Linked DNA regions of Mus musculus: region 1 is linked to region 2. A link is a contact called in public Hi-C data. All regions are on one chromosome and are shown on one strand. Each heading gives the region's core, a stretch centred on a gene start, on an enhancer-like site or on the middle of the called end of the contact. The rest is flanking DNA. Distances are from core to core; before and after follow the strand shown. Region 1 overlaps Auts2 (autism susceptibility candidate 2). Region 2 overlaps Auts2 (autism susceptibility candidate 2).

What was found. A called contact is a pair of places that touch in the nucleus more often than the background predicts.
Region 1: a Hi-C map of the N1E-115 cell line shows a contact between it and region 2, with 4 times the contacts expected there. The contact joins two enhancer-like sites. A contact is called at or near these places in 1 of 484 Hi-C or Micro-C datasets (the N1E-115 cell line) and 3 of 115 datasets of contacts at active chromatin or transcription factors (differentiating embryonic stem cells, embryonic basal ganglia and forebrain).

The regions. Positions count from the first base shown.
Region 1 is chr5:132,073,402-132,076,101 of GRCm38.p6, forward strand. All of the region lies in intron 2 of Auts2 (autism susceptibility candidate 2), which reads right to left. Among named protein-coding and RNA genes, the nearest start is that of 4930563F08Rik, 190 kb to the left of the region's middle. Within about 2 kb of position 1,435, at least 101 of the 459 cell types and tissues checked have an H3K27ac peak or open chromatin away from gene starts, as enhancers often do. A contact at or near this core is called in the N1E-115 cell line, where this site is marked.
Region 2 is chr5:131,831,645-131,834,399 of GRCm38.p6, forward strand. The region is part of intron 4 of Auts2 (autism susceptibility candidate 2); the gene reads right to left. Among named protein-coding and RNA genes, the nearest start is that of 4930563F08Rik, 47 kb to the right of the region's middle. Within about 2 kb of position 1,412, at least 27 of the 459 cell types and tissues checked have an H3K27ac peak or open chromatin away from gene starts, as enhancers often do. A contact at or near this core is called in the N1E-115 cell line, where this site is marked.

The DNA.
Region 1 (2,700 bases), core at 185-2,684, 240 kb after region 2:
AGGACAGGGAGAAAAGGCCAGAGCTATATGGTAGTGTTTGCTTGGCATGCATGAGGTTCCATTCCCAGCACCACATAAACCCACCTCAACAACAAGAGTAAGAAAAAAAGAGAAAAGAGGGTCAAAGGTGAGGGTCAGAGGTTGAGAATCATCCTTGCCTACACAGAAAGTTCAAGTCCGGCTTTAGCTACCTGAGACCTTCTGAAAAGATGGAGCTGCACATCTGTGCGTCTAGTGAGTGAAATCACAAAGGGACCCTAAGGTTTCCTGTATCTGGCCCCTAAGTACTTCCTCTAGGAGGGCTGTGTGGGCTTGACACAGCTGTGAAGGGCCCAGTTCAGAAGGACTGAGACCTGCCGACACTAAATAAATTCTGGGGGCAGTCTTCAGAGACCATCAATTTTGCTCTGTCACAGAAGTGCTATATTCTCATGCTGAAACACTCTATAAACAGAGTACATGTTCTACACCACCTGTGTGTTAGCGAGGGTCACTTCTTTTCTGATCTGACATCTCTTGGCCTTGAGCCCAGGCGGCCTAGCAGCTGAAGACGGGTGACTCACCCGGTGTGAAAAGCATTAGACACGGCTCACCTGTATCTGCCCTTCTTGTCTCCTCCTAATCTCCTTCCTCTCCACTTTGGAGTTCATCTTTCAACCTAGAAGCTGATAAGAAATGCATCCACTGTGGATAATTTCTTCACTCTGGAGAGAGATTTTTTCTCTCTTATAGAGGGCTGGCCATCACAGTGAAGAAAGCGACACAGCGGGATCGTTCATCTTGACTTTTTATTTATTTATTCTGAGTCCATCTAGAACTGTTGCCTGGATCTGTGGGTGTGACTGAGCCATGAAGAAGTTACCACCCATAACTTTTGACTTTTGATTTTTATTTAACGGCTCATTTGTATAACCTCAAAGATGGAGGGGCCAGCAGACCCCAAAGAGATTGGCAGCTGCGGTCCTGTCAAGTTGGAAGGTTATGTCAGCTGCCAAGTCTGCCAAGCGAGCTCAGCACAGCGAGGGAGCGGAGAGAGATTGGTTACAGCCGTAAGTAATTGATCTGTCTGAAAATACCGGCTAGGAATCCTGGGATTAATGCCCCAGCTCCAGCTGGGCCGCACTGCTCTTTTCCCTCCAGCTCTCTGACAACAAAAGCCGGCCTCCTTCTCCAGGGACAAGACATTTTTATTAAAATCTTTATACAACTTAACAGCAAAGACTCTGTAAAAGCATCCTAGAGATTTGAGGAGGGTGGGGTGATGAGGCGCAGGTTTCCATCCCGAGAAAAACCAACCGACAATTTTTGCCAGCCCCCCTCAGCCCCCGCCCCTCCCCTTTTGATCTGGTTTTCATTTCAAAGCAGTCACCAGCCAGTGGCTTCCCTCGGCCAAATGCACTCAGTCATCTTGCTCTGGCTCTGGCTCTGGCTCTGCAGAATTCTGCAGAATGCATGGAGAGGGAGCTCCGGGAGCGGCGCGCTTAGCTGGAGAGACACGGATGAGCTGTGGAGAGCTGCAGGCAAAAATAAAGTGGGAAGGCATCCAAAGCTGCAGCTGCGCTAGCCCATTAAAAAGCTGAGACTCATTCTGTTGTTCGACCCCACGCTTAGCACCGCATAACTATTCATCAAAGAAATTTCAGTGCAATTAATTAAATTATTCCCATGTCTGGGCTGCGGAGTCGTTATTCCAATATCAACTTTCACTCACTCTCTCTTAAGCTCGTGTTTGCATGCCAAGTCACTACTCTGGGGTTGTCCAGTCTCAATAAAGCTGTGCTCCTCGTCGCTCACACAGGCTATCATTTCTCTTTTTTATTGCCATTTATTTTCCACTAGGACTCTGCTGCCAGGATACTGGCAGGACTTCCAGTATATGGTTGTAATGAAATCTACCGCAGACACTTAACGCAGGGTGAGGATAGAGCTCGGCTCATGTGAGGCTGTAATATAATAAATGCTTTCAGAAAGAGGATTTTTATCAGCTCAGAAATAGAGTGTGGTATCCCTCTCAGACTGAGTGCAGGAGAGGGAAAAAGGTGGAGTCGTTTGAAAATTCCTGTCATAATTAAGTTTATGGCTGAAATATGCCTAATGTGAGAGGTGTGAGCTGCGGCACAGACTGCCATTCATCTCTCCAAGAACAGTTATTAAAAGGGGAAAGGTTTTTTTTTTTTTTAAATTGTTTTGGGGAGATGATGTTTTTAAAACACCATCTTCTTAGTTAAGAACATACAACTGGCATGCTCTTATAATTTGGGAGATCTGACTGCTGCCCCATTGAGTTTGTTCTAACTGTGACAAAATATTAATAAGATTAAGAAAATAATACCCTCAACTTGAGAGACAGCAGACCATATTTAAGGCTCTTGACTGTCCATTGTATATCACCATAGCAAATTACAGGACTGAGTAAGAGTAGATCACTATCTCTCTCAGCAAGAGACAAGAGCCTTCATATGAACCCAACACTGGAAAACACCAGATCGACTTTTAATAAGCTCGGTGCTGGCTCAGACCTGAGAACTTGGCTGTGCCACTGAATGCCCCCCCCCCCAATAAAGAGGTCACCATCTACAGCTGGAAGATAATTTATCCCTCACATCACTGACAAGGGTAAGGTAAGAAATTTGAAAATCCTGAGTATAAGGGCTGGAAATAGAGTTTTGTGGTTAAGAACGCTTACAGCTCTTCCAGAAG
Region 2 (2,755 bases), core at 162-2,661:
TGTGTGTGTGTGCTGCAGTTAAAACTGATTTCTTTGAGATAAAAATTTATGCTATGATAGATAAATGATACAAAAAAGAACAGAAAAAGAAAGCTTAAAATAAGGGCTGTAGCGTATGCTCAGTGGCAGAGCACTTGCCTAGCATGCAGGAGGCTCCCAGGTTGGTTGGCTCCACAGTCCTACTTCCCATGGACCCCCAAGAACTTAAAAACAAGAGAATTTAAAAAGACCTTTTCTACAAAAGGTGCAAAAATAACTTGAAACTACATACACAACAGAGATGAAAACCTACATTCATGTGTTCACAGAAATCTTGTGTACAAGAATTACAATGTGGAAGTAATCCAAGTGCCCACTGGTGAGTGAGCAAACTAAATGGCACATGTGACTACAGGGGAATGTTTCTCATCCTTAAAAGGCATCACAGTTAGCAGTTAGCTGTCAGCTTGACACGGCAAGCAACTCACCTGAAAAGAGTCTTAGTTGAGTACCCTTATCAGGTTGATCAGTGGGGATGTCAGTGAGGGATTGTCCTCATTGCTAATTGACACAGGAAGGCCCAGCCCACTGTGGGCGGCACCACTCCCTGGGCAGGTAGTTATGAACTACATAAAAAAGCTCTCTGAGCATGAGCCTTCCAGATAGTTATCAAGTAGCCATTACTCCATGGTTTTTGCTTCAAGTTCCCGATTGAGTTCAAGTGTTCTCAGAGATGATCTATAACCCGCCGGCTGAGATCAACCCTCTCCTTCCCTAAGGTTTTTACAGTCAGAGTGTTTTCCCATAGCAACGGAGATCAAACACAGAAAAGGAAAGGGCATTCTAACATAAGGGACAGGACAGGCCAACCTTGAGAATGCTATATTAAATGAATGGAGCAGCTCATAATAGGACAAATAAAAATGACCCCACCTACGGTGCCATACCTAGGTTGTGAAAACAATACGCAAAGGGTGACCAAACAGGCTGGAAAAGGACAGACTAAGACTTAGGGTTTCATGATCATGGAGATACAATTGGGAAAGGTGGAGAAAAAAAAAATCTGAGGATTGATAATGATGCTATTGTATGATGGCAATATTTACACTGCAAGATGTGTGTATTCACGACACTAAGGTAATCAACAAGGAAAACTCCATAACAGATGCATGCATGTGCCTGTAAGAACACCAACAGGAGATTCTATAAAAGCGTTATGACTGTACCAACAGACTTCAGGCTTCCAGGGAAAGTGGGGGCACACTGTCTAGGCTAATGCTCCTTCTTCCTTGGTTAGTGAGACCAGAAACCTACTGAAAAGACATTCCAGATGCCCGAAACTAAGGAGATTCACAAATAAATAAGCAAGACTCTACAAAGCCATAGCAGGCCAGTGGCAGGATCTGACTGGTGGACATCTGCCACGCTTCACACAGGCCAGATGTCTTGGGGCAGATGATGGATTAGGGCAACGACCTGGGGTTTCCTTCAGGATCACTCTGGACATAGAATGATTAGGAAGGAAGAAAAAAAATATCAGTCGGTTCCCAAAGACACCCTCTGACGGAGCACTCCATCTCAGGGACCTTCATTCTTCATCAGGCAGGCGAACGCTGGGACTATGACAACATGCCTGTAATTAAGCACGTTCTTATCCTCTCCTAGCAGAAGCCCATTGAAGATGAAAAGGATCAAGACACAAACCGCACAGGCTAATTAGGGATGCTCCCCTCCCCCGCCTCAGGCCTTCAGCTGAAAACACCATTTCACACCGTTACATCACAGGGAGAATAGGCTCTGGGGACCACTCTGAGACAGCCAGTGACCAGGAAAGAACAAAGCCACAGTAGAAAAGGGAACCAGGGGACCAAGAGCCTACGTGCGCCCATCCCACACTGCACTTCTGGATTCTCCAGGATGCGATTTGGCAAGCTGCAGCCTGCAGACCAAATCAAACCCACACTGCACTCCATGAGCTTAGTGTTACATTTGTAAATTGTTGGGAAGGGGCGGGGGGGAGGGGGGACAAAACAATGAACACACGACAGAGCCATATGTGGCTGTAAAAGCTAAGATACTCACTGGCATTTATAGAGCAAGTTTGCTCATCTATGCCTAAGAAACAGGGATAATGAAGCCATGTGTTGAGTACCAACGAGGAGGAGGGTAAAGAGACCTATAAATGCTCACAGGGAGAGCAAGGGAGACGAATCCAACAGTAAAGTGATTCCCTCATGGGTACGAAGACCTGAGCTGTGATCCTGGCACAAACACAAAAGAAAAAGCAAAATAGATACGATAGGGTCGGCTTGTTACCCCAGAGATGGGTAGACAAAGACAGAAGGATCCCTAGGATCCCCTAGACAGCAGCCTCGTCTACCTTCCAAGTTCAAACCCTGTGAGAGACTCATGTCACAGAAGAGGGGGTGAAAGAAATGTAAAAAACCAGAGGGCAGACGGGGATGAGAGCCGCACAAGATGCCTTCTAGAAATGAAGTATCAACCACTCGTGAGCATGTTGCTGCTTTGCTTGACCACACGCATCCCAGTATTTCATCATGGATGAAGGAGATGCCTGAGAGGCTCTGCCTCTCCCTGAAGGCTCTAGACAACTAATGGTTGTTGGAAAGGAGGATGTCATTCACTGGTGAAGCCTCTGGAAAGCTGCTCCTCTCCTGGTAAATAACACCACATACAGCGTGGAGTGAGGATCTCTCATTAAACTCAGTGGATCACATGCTAAAGGAAGGCCCACGGACAGGAGCAAGATTTGTTG